Regions from separate parts of the Mus musculus genome. Here region 1 is linked to region 2. Evidence: chromatin contacts called from public promoter capture Hi-C data. All regions are on one chromosome and are shown on one strand. The core of a region is the stretch at or near the end of the contact, and the rest is flanking DNA. Distances in the headings are between cores, read along the strand shown.

Region 1 (5,404 bases), core at 1,736-4,235, 79 kb before region 2:
CCACCCCCTGGTGAATCTGGGACAACTGAGGGAAGTCAGACACACAAAGCACCTCTAGAGTGACTGCCTTCCAGAGGACAGCACACTGCTCAATAGTAGCAACCGCTGCTATCACCAAGCCGCCTGCAAAAGGGGCCTTCCGGCACACCACCTACTGCCCACCTGTAAATGTTCCTGCACGGTCCTGATCCTAGTATACAATCTTATAAATAAATAAATAAATAAATAAATAAATAAATAAGATAAAATAACAGGCAAATATATGTAAAATGACATTTTAGAGAATGTTATTTTAAAAATGCACTTCTCTGAACTAGTGGAACTATAATCATAAAAACATATACATGTTAGTAACTCATGAGTCTGTCGGCAATTGCTGCATTTATTCTAATGTGCCTGAGCTGATTAGACAATCGGGGCCTTAGGTAAATGTGAACAAGGAACTGTTCTCCACTTTCGTCGGCTAGCATGTTACTCTAAAGGGTCAAGGGCTATAGTGCACACAGACTGCCTCAAAATCTGCCGTCCCTTGGTTAGGCCCCACTGCAGGCTATAGATTAAATCCGGTTTCTTACTTTATCCATACCAGAACCCAGCGTGGACCTTGTTAAGCAAATGTCAATGAAGGCTGGGCTTGGGGAAACTCTAGGCTGCTGTCCTTCGACACTAAGATTACAGGTTGTTCACGATCAGTCTGTTTTAAGTAAAATCCTCTGTAACGGGGCATGACTCACTCTGACACTGCAAAACGTATGAAGTGATCTGTAGCTCTGTTAAAATGTAAGGCATAATAAGCAGGTTTCCTTGTCTGGCTCCTCATAAAACAGGCTAGGGGGCTTCAGGATGAGAGCTCGGGAAGCTGAAGATGAGGGCTTTGAAGGCAGCTGCTGGGACAAGTCAGGTGGAAAGAAGAAGTCTGGAGGAGGTGACAAGCTGACAGTCCTGGCGACCCTGCTTCCTCTGAGGCTGGCTCCTGGCTGTAAAGGACAAGCCTTCCTCTCAGGCACTACAGGTACAACACTGAAGTGTCAGGATGCGCTTCTAAGCGCCTGCATGTTAGGAAATTTGCAGACTACTCACAAACATACTCCTTGCTGTGCTGAGCTGTGGAAAAAATTAATATGGACAAGTTTTTTGTTCTTGTTTATACAGATGCAGTTTACCATTAATAGGAAACAAATACATGTCCTTGGACTTTTCCAAAACTGGGGCTGGTGCTAGAGAGATAACTCGGCGGTTAAGAGCACTTCTTGGTTCCCAATACCCAAAGGCAGCTATCCAGTTCCTAGGGAGCCAACACCCTCTTCTGGCTTCCTTGGGCACTGTACATATATACATGCAAGCAAAACACGCATACACATTTTTAAGAAAATAAGAAATAAAAAAAAACTGTCATTTCATTGAGTGGCATAATTTTTACATTATAATCTTATGCTAATCCTGAACCTTGCAAGTTTATAGCTGTTGTTAGGGACAAGATAGATAGATAGATAGATATGTATATTTTAAAAAAACAACTGGGGAAAGATGGTTGGGTGCCTAGAGAGATGGCTCAGTGGTTAGAACTTGGTTGCTCTTCCGGAGGCTGTGTTTGATACCCAGCTCATAGCTCGAAGCTCCCAGGAGATCCAACCCCCTCCTCCAGGCTCTGTGAGCATCAGAGGCTTTTCTAAACGTTTACACGAGGTGCACAGACACATCCCGACAAAACACCCAGACACAAAAGATAAACAAATATAAAGAATAGAGGAGAAAAAAAAAAAAAAACAAAGTACCATTTAACACGATGATAGGCAAATCAGAAACACCATGCTTCGACTAGCTCACTGTTATAAAACACACTTAAAAATGCACCATATTTAAGAGAAAGCAAGTAGATTCATATTCAAAATGAAGTTTTCCAGCACCTTGATGTTGCTTCTGTCTCCTTGTAGTAAAATCAGTATTAATTTACCCATGAACATCAGTCTTCCTGTCAGCCTTAACTCTGAAGCCCACTTCTCCACGGCTTTGACATATTTAGTCCTCGCTCTCATGTGATCTAAACGCAAAAGAGTCATCCACGGTCCATCGTCCCCCGTCGCACTTTCTGGCAAAGTGCACTTCTCATGGCTGCTGGCGGTCTCCGGCTGGCTGAGGACAAGTCTGAGATTCTGCTGGATCCAAAGAACCAGCTCGTGAACCATCGGTTCTGACACGAGCTTCCTGGCTTCTCCAAGTAACTTCTCCTTCGCGGTAACACACTGGGCCCTGGTCAGATGTTCCGAGGTAACCGAGATGCCGGGTAGACACAAAGGGTAACCAACTGGTAAATGGAACGCCAACTCTAAGGGCACATCCTCACCCACAAGTCCTTCAGCTGTTGTGTGAATTCTAAACACAGCCCCATCTGTCTCTGGAAGACATCCAAAAATAATCATTAGCTCCACATAATTCAATCTCAATGGAATACTAATCAGTTAAAAAAATTTCCCTTTCAAACCTCAGTTTATTGCTCATAGGAAAACGCTGAGTTTATTTTATGAAGAGACACACAAGGCAAAAAAGCCATGATTTACAGGTTAATCCCCCCTGCCATAAACACACATGAACAGTGCCACGCAAATGTACTTGCAATTCACTCTCTTTATCACCCATTTTTTATGAAATTATCAAAAAAAGGCAGTTTGATTTATACAATTTCCATCCATAATTTACTGGTAATTACGAAAATCACAAATCAGCCCTTATAGGTGTTCAATGGAGCAGCAGCATGTATAGGGAAGGTGTAAGGAGTCCACTCCAAGTTATTTGTGGTGAGTCACACGGAACCTGGGTGGTGGCAGGGCCATGTGACACCGGTGACCATCTGTGACACTGAACGTGGGGGGTTGGGGGGGTACCTACTCTTCTGATTCCGATCCACTCACGTCAGTGTAACATGAAGGCAGCAGGATGAACTGAAACTGGGCGGACATCCGTTCAGCCTCCACTGACTCCACAAGGGGCAGAGCACGCCTAGGAGACGAGAGGAAATCTGCTCTCTTTCAGATGTGCTTGGCTTCCCCACTCTGATGTGTTCCACATCACTTCACCCCACTTTCCAAAAAGTTGATAAAATGTCAGGCTAATTCATTCTGCAGGGAGCAGAAGCACCCTGATCAGAGAAAGGAGACGGGAGCCAGGTCCAGACACAGGGCTATGTGGCCAGTCTGCCTCTCTGCCTTCTTTCTCTGCCCCTGTTCTATTTCTCAGCACAGAAGCAGCCAGATCCTACACCTGGATGGCTGCCTCAACAATGGACACCCAAACACAGCCTCCATTTTAAAGAGCCTAACAGAACACTGAAATCACTTCTTAGCCATCTGATCCCAATGGTATCTAAAAGCTGTTGTTACACAGATTCATACAGGACCTAGCACATCTGTTAGAGTTTTTCTTTAATGGATGTCAATACCAGCTGCCAGGAACTACTATTTTCAGACCCCATCCGGAATCAGAGGCAGTAGCTATTGCAAAGACCATATAATATTTTCTTTTACATATGTAATGTATATAGTATTTTTAAAAAAACTTCTCTAAATATTACAGCATACATGCTTCTAAAAGTTATCACATGCTTCAAGTGTCTTTGTTCCTCCTTCCTTCTTCTACTAACATACTGTCATTATTATTGGTGTGTGTGGCCATGGGGAGGCTCAGAGAACAACTTAACAAAACAGTTCTGCTTCATTATCTTGGAGGATTATGGGACTGTCAGACCCATATGCAAGCACCTCCACAAACGGAAACATCTCACTAGCTGCACGTCTCTCCTTTCTTTCACTGAGTTCCTCTTTTCAATGGTATATTTTACTGTCAGAGTAAGCTCCTGTCATTATCAGTTCGATTAATATATATTTGCTATGTAGGACTTTTATGGACCTGTAAACAACACAGGATCACCAGGCAGATTAAACTTGTCGGCAGTCATGCAGCAAGCCTGCATTCCCTCTCATTGAGGGGGTAGAATCTTTAATCTTCAATCATTCATCATTCTACAAGCATACACTGGGTACATGTCAACCCTGTGCACTGTGCTGTTCAGAAAAAGGAATAAGTAAGACACAGATCTGCCACCGTGGTTCAGTCCAGGGTGGACACAGAGCTTCCTGAGTCTACGCCTGCAAAGTCTTCTATTAGAGATGTGTGAACATAAAGGGTTTTTTAGGGGGTTTGTGTGTTTGTGTTTGTGTGTGTGTGTGTGTGTGTAAGAGAGAGAGAGAGAGAGAGAGAGAGAGAGAGAGAGAGAGAGAGAGAGAGAGAAGGGGAGAGAGGGGGGAGAGAGAAAGAGAGACTCTACATAGTCCTGGCTGGCCTGGGGCTTACTATACAGACCAAGCTGCTTCCCAAATGCTGAAATTAATGGCATGCACCTACCACATCCAGTTTTGTGTGTGTGTGTGTGTGTGTGTGTGTGTGTCTGTGTGTGTCTCTGTGTGTCTCTGTGTGTCTCTGTGTGTCTCTGTGTGTGTGTCTCTGTGTGTGTGTGTGTGTCTCTGTGTGTGTGTGTGTGTGTGGCAGGGGGGAGAGGGTGGAAGGAGTTCCCCATGGCCTGAGTTCCTCAGAGTCTGTGGAGCTTTTCTCTGGGTCAGAAAGCAGATGTTTCCTGACCAGCACAATACACATAACATATTCTTTCAAGATCAAAAGCTGAGAAAATTTTCAGCAACTTTCATAAGACTGAAAGGTCTATCTTTTTATTAAATATATTTACGAGATACACAGAAACATTACATTTAAACACATTTATGTAGTGTTTATCATGATATTTTGATCCCTGTAAAGTTTAAATCAAGGTAAACTGATCTCCTGAAGACTGTGGGGTTCTTAAGCCCAGGGGACCTCATGGTGACGAAAACCCTTGGTGTACAGTGACAATGTGTGTACACTCACCAGCACACTACCTCATGCATTACAGTTTGGAGGTAAATAGCATACCACAAGCTCATCTGTTTGCACACTTGGTCTCCAGTGGGTGGCGCTGTTTTGGAAGGTTGTGGAACTTTAGAAATATGGGGCCCTGTCTGAAGAAGTGGGTCTCTGTGGAGTGGACCTTCAAGTTTATTGTCTGGCCATACTTCCTGTGTAATTTCTGCCTTAATCTGTCAGAAGCCACCTAGAAAGGCTAAAGCATGCAAATGAGATTTCTGGAGATGGGTGAGCTCTGAGATGCAGGGTCCTTAGAGACTTCATCCCAGGATTGCTTCTTGCTGCTATGCCTTTCCTGTCACTATTACACAGTCTAATGTTTCCTGGGCATCAGCCCACCCTATCATGCAAACTTCCTGCAGATCAACATGAAGATGTACTCTCATATAGTAAATGCTATATAGACAAATTGATTATTTCACAATTTCTGATAATGATTTTATAGAACTCTTAA
Region 2 (5,754 bases), core at 2,143-4,642:
AAAAGACCTTGCGACCCTGCAGGGAACTAGAATTTAGATCCCAGCACCCACAGCGAGTGACTTACAACCTTCTGTAAGTCAGAAGGGAATCCATTTCAGGCCCATGGTATCCAACACCCTTTTCTGACCTCTATGGGGACTGCACTCATGTCTGCACAATGATACGCATACACACAATTAACTATTAAATAAACCTGCAGGGCAGTGGTAGCTCATGCCTTAAGGCAGAGACAGGTGGCTATATGTGGCTTTGAGCCAGTCTGGTCTATAGAGCGAGTTCCAGAACAGCCAGGGCTAACAGAGAAACTTTGCCTCAAAAATAAATAAATAGAGATAGATAGATAGATAGATAGATAGATAGATAGATAGATAGATAGATAGATAGATAATAGATCTTTAACTATCTGTGGCTTTGAGCCAGTCTGGTCTATAGAGCGAGTTCCAGAACAGCCAGGGCTAACAGAGAAACTTTGCCTCAAAAATAAGTAAATAAATAAATAAATAAATAATAGATCTTTACAAAACAAAAGCCATATTACTGTAACTATAAGTTTGTGATAATGTTAATATTTTTCCTTAGACCAAAAACACTCCACAGCTTTTTATCTCATTTTTAAAACTGTATTATTTACTTTAAAAAATAAAATAAAGCAAAGGCGCGTTGGAACAGTTAATGGAAAGAGCAGTAATGCCCACATACATGTATACACATACATGTACACACATACATGTACACACATACATGTACACACATACATGTACACACACACTCAAAGTATGCTTTTTATATTGTTGAGCTGAACTTTTATTTGGCTCCTAAAAAAGTCTTAGGGCCAGGCATGGTAGCAGATGCTTTTTATCCCAGCAGGTGGGAAGCAGATATCAATGATTTGAGGCTAACCTGGTCTACAAAGTGAGCTGGAAGATAGAACAACAGAGAGACCCTGTCTCAAAAAGAGAAAGAAAAAAAAAATCTTAAGTATGTTCAGACCAAAAAGAGCCAAAGCGTTTGCTCATATCCAGCAGCCGAGCGTCTCTGAGAGGCCGGTCAGGTGAGAGGGAGGGAAATGAATCAACACACGTGTTCAAGCTCCCGATGTGAAGAAAGGAAGTCACCTCCTGAAGCCAACTCACCAGAGAGAACAACAGGTCATTGCCTAAGCGGTAGCATTGAGCCCACTTCATCCCCTGCCAACCAGGACATCATCTGAATCAGTCTCCCACAGTGTTCCTTCAGAATATAGACAGCACTATGTCTATAGTGAGTTCTCGTCTCCCTCCCTCCCCTTCCTGGCTCTCTGCCCCCACCCCTTGGTGTAAGCTTGGTAAAATTATTGATGTTGCCATTTTTCTCTGTACGACTCCACTAACTTTATTGCATACTTACTTTTTATATTTCTTTTAGTTCAATGTGTGTACTGGACATTAAAAAATCAATTTGTGGCCTTTTAGTCTAGGTTTACCATTAATCACATAATACAGGAAAGTAGGCTTGGTACATCAACTAAATGTGTTATGACAGAACTATGTGCCACCTTTCCTAGAGGTAAAACAAGTGCAAACCTGGAAGCCAGGAGATAACTAGCTAGAGAGAATGGAGTCTACACCCAACAGTGAGCATGGTTTGCCTGAAGGCTTGGGATGCTCGCCACTGGCCCTGGGCACGGGCTGCTGGCACTTTTGTTAAAATTCAGTGTATACACAGGCATTTCTTGACTGCTTCCTAAAAGTTGTCATAAAACTTATTGCACATTACCAAGTTTGTGAATTACTAACTAACTAATACCCTAAAGAAACCACTAGCAATTCACCATTAAGAAATGCATTTCGGGGCCAGGAGTGGTAGTGCATGCTTTTACTCCCAGCAGTTGTGCCACTAGGGAGGCAGAGACAAGTCGATTGCTGTGAATTCACACAGACAGACAGACAGACAGACAGACAGACACGGCCAGCCTGGTCTACGGGGGAAAAATGTCTAAAAAGAAAAAAGAAGGGGGCTGGTGAGATGGCTCAGTGGTTAAGAGCACCGACTGCTCTTCCAAAGGTCCTGAGTTCAAATCCCAGCAACCACATGGTGGCTCACAACCATCTTTAATGAGATCTGACTCCTTCTTCTGGAGTAGTCTGAAGACAGCAACAGTGTACTTACATATAATAATAAATAAATAAATCTTAAAAAAAAGAAAAAAGAAGAAAAAGTTAAAAAAAAAAAAAGAAAAGAAAAAATAAAGACAGTATCATATGGGCCCAAAAGGTGACTCAGTAAGTAAAAGGCACTTGTCACCAAACCTGACACCCGAGTTCCAACCCCAGGATCCACGGGTGGATCCAGGACATCAATTCCTGCAAATCGTCCTCTAACCTCCACATGTATGTCTTAACACATATACAAGGACACACATACACACATCACACACATAACACATACACACACCTACATATACATGCACACATCATGCAAACACACATACATTAAATAGATACAGATTTTTTTAAAAAAAATTTTTAAATATATATATTACTTCCCCCGAGTCCTAGTTTTCATGAATGAATTGTTATGGTGGACAAATATTTTATTTTTTTTTTTTAAAGATTTCTTGCCGGGTGTGGTGGCACACGCCTTTAATCCCAGCACTCGGGAGGCAGAGGCAGGTAGATTTCTGAGTTCAAGGCCAGCCTGATCTACAAAGTGAGTTCCAGGACAGCCAGGGCTATACAGAGAAACCCTGTCTCGGGGGGAAAAAAATGTGTATTAGTGTTTTGCCTGCACGTATGCATGTATGTAAACCCAGTGCACAGCTGGTGCAGGCAGAGGCCAGAAGAGGGAATCACATTCACTGGAACTAGAGTTACAGATGGTGCGAGTCTAATCTAAGCACATGGGTGCTTAGATTCGAACCCAGGTCCTCTGAAAGGATGGTAAGTGCTTTTAACTGCTGAGTCATCTCTCCAACCCCCAATACTTTATACTTTCAACAGATTTACTGTCTGTTTTCTTGGGGTATATATGATGAGAGGATTTCTCTGCCAAGGGAGGGGGCTCCATTTATAACTAAACAAAGAATACCATATATTCGAGCTGTGGCTTCTACTAAGGGCTCAACAGACAGAAGCTAATTAAATTGCTCTATCTCAGATCTGCTTCTGAATAAGCAGCTGCTTGCTTAATTGGTCATGTCAAATAAAGACCTCATCTGGAGATTACTTAAATGTCCTCCAGAAAGCTAAGGCCTCTTGGTAGCAGCAGTTGCCCATGCCCGTCCACTTCAGGTGCCAATCAGAAGATGGAAGGGTAACAATGGACAGAGAAAATGACGTCTAATATTAGCCTAGACAGAGGGCCTTTACGGACTTGGCAATCACTAAGCACTGGAAATCACAGTGAGAGTGGAGAAGCATTAAGCCTCATTCATGTTCCTCTACGTGTGGCCAGCAGCTGGCAGGAGGCGAGGAAGCTGGCCTAGTGGGAGTTGGCCTAGAAAAGAGCGGCTGAAACAGACGGGGAAAGTGTACGAGACTGTTGAGAAATGAAGTCTACCATACAATCAATCAGCTGTCTTGATCCACAAGAATTGTAGACACTAGAGGAACTTCCATTATCTGCTGAGTACAATTCTGCTTGCTTGTCCTTTCCCCGAGAGATGGTCTTAGGTCACAAACGAGCTTAGCCCTCTCTTTCCCCTCACTAGAGATCCCTTCTCCTGTAGGAGGACACCCATTCTCATCTCTGGATGCATGGTCCTGGAAATGGCAAAAAGCCGTTCACATCGTCACCTCAGAACTGTCAATACAGCCAACATTTGTCACTGTCAGCTGTATACCAGGCTTTGTGTGTGTGTGTGTGTGTGTGTGTGTGTGTGTGTGTGTGTGTGTATGTGTGTGTGTATGTGTGTGTGTGTGTGTGTGTGTGTGTGTGTGTGTGTGTGTGTGTGTGTGTGTGTAGAGCGCTAAATGGGAGAAGCCACCTTGTGAGCCAGCAGGAAGGCAAGGATTCAGGGTGTACCATGATGTTCCTTCCTCACTAGCAAAGAATACCCAGCAGACGTACTGGTGAGGAGCTATCTAGTGGTAGCCAATGACTTGAATCAGAGGGTAATGAGGGAAGAAAACATTCTCTTTGGGTGCAGAGGTCGGAGTCATTCCTCAGGAGCCGTCTTCTCTGTTTTCTTCTTGAGACATAATGTCTCATTGGTCTGGACCTAGCTCAAAATAAGCTACACTAGAGAGTCAGTGAGCCTCCATCCATCTGCCTGACTCTTACCTTCCTAGAACTGACATTCTTTTCTTTAAACATGGTTCTGAGAATCAAACTTAGGTCCTTATGTTTGTCTGGTTAGCACTTTATTGAAATACCAACTAGATGCTTTGAGGCAGAAGAAGCTCAAACAACTCAGTTCCCCTGAGAGTGTTTAGAACCAACTCCTCACCCACTAGCACAGCCCAGACCCTCATTTCCCCCCACTCATTATTCCCTTGTAAGTACAGGGATTTCTGGGGGAATGTATTTGAATCACTCAGACATGCAAGTAAGAAACACTGCCTCGATGTGTAGTGTAGGGGCCCGGGATAGGGCTGTGTGTGTGTCTTTAAGAGCAACAGGGCAGAAAGAAGCTGAGAACAATGCCCCACTCATGCTTAGCATTCCTTCTCCATCCTAGCAAGCTCCCTTCCCCATTTTCCACATTTATTTCAATACACAGGGCAGCCAATCTCCAGTTGTCCCCCTCTTCTGATAGAAACGATTCTCATTTCACCTAGAGGGCTACCAGGCAAACTCTTAGCTTGGCAATGTTTGCTGCCTCGTTGTATGGAGCCTCCTCTCTGCATACTAGACTCTGCCTGGCTCTGCATCCTCACGCCTAACACAGCTCTGGTTATGTGCAGCTCTGGTACTCACCCCGCTCCCCCATCCCCGCAGTGTACCAGTGCACCAGGGCTGGATGGTCCCCTACAGGATCACACAGGTCCCACAGCTCTGTGTCCCAAGATGAGCTGAGCCTAAAGCAGCCCTTCCTCCAAGCCAAGCCTTCACAACCCAGTGAACAGCACTATCTCACTTTCCTCTTCCCATCCCCCAACCTACATCAGCTCAGCCATCACTGATGCCCTCCCGTGTCACCCCCACAAAGTGGCAGCTCTTAAAAGACTGGAGGATGTCAAATAAAAGGCAAACTTGAGTCCTGCAAAGTTCCAAACATTTCTCGTGATGGATTTGTGACTGAAAAAAATGTGACTGGCTAGCAAAACTTGGCGAATCCTAAGCTAGTTAATGGGTCATACAAAGAACTGGATCTCTCTCCTGGCTGATACATTTGACTACAAATCACAAAGGAAAAAAAAAAATTCTGACAGGGTAAACTTAAGAAACACACACATTGAGACAGAGAGAGATAGAGACAGAGAGACAGACAGACACAGAGAGTGCCCTAACGGTGTAACAGTGAGAGATAACCATATAATAAATAAATCATGCACAAGGAAACGAACCTCAAACTCACTTAAAATCAGGCTAGGAAAAGTATACCTTTCTGTCAAAAGTATGAGTACCCGTTTACCCAGAATTAATCACATATTAAAGAACTGTTAAGTCTGTCTAACTAACGCAGTGGGCTTAGAAATAAATTACACCATGAAGAGCTGATGGACTCTGCAAGGAGATTTCTTAAAAAGGACTCAATAGGCTAGAGGTCTCGCCTGACATGAGCGAAGAAGTCCTGGTTTCTAACCTAGCACCATATAAACCAGGGGTGGTGA

What was found. Capture Hi-C pulls out chosen DNA fragments and counts their contacts.
Region 1: a contact with region 2 is called in a promoter capture Hi-C map of pancreatic islet. The contact joins two enhancer-like sites. A contact is called at or near these places in 2 of 39 promoter capture datasets (embryonic stem cells and liver), 3 of 484 Hi-C or Micro-C datasets (the N1E-115 cell line, myocytes and nephron progenitors), 1 of 115 datasets of contacts at active chromatin or transcription factors (embryonic stem cells) and 3 of 9 other capture datasets (adipose tissue, liver and pancreatic islet).

Annotation. Positions count from the first base shown.
Region 1 is chr3:121,156,861-121,162,264 of GRCm38.p6, forward strand. It overlaps Rwdd3 (RWD domain containing 3), which reads right to left. Exons shown (of 5, transcript NM_028456.3): 2 at 1,908-2,395. Among named protein-coding and RNA genes, the nearest start is that of Rwdd3, 12 kb to the right of the region's middle. Within about 2 kb of position 2,986, at least 42 of the 459 cell types and tissues checked have an H3K27ac peak or open chromatin away from gene starts, as enhancers often do. A contact at or near this core is called in pancreatic islet, where this site is marked.
Region 2 is chr3:121,235,904-121,241,657 of GRCm38.p6, forward strand. The region is part of intron 1 of Tlcd4 (TLC domain containing 4); the gene reads right to left. Among named protein-coding and RNA genes, the nearest start is that of Tlcd4, 24 kb to the right of the region's middle. Within about 2 kb of position 3,393, at least 59 of the 459 cell types and tissues checked have an H3K27ac peak or open chromatin away from gene starts, as enhancers often do. A contact at or near this core is called in pancreatic islet, where this site is marked.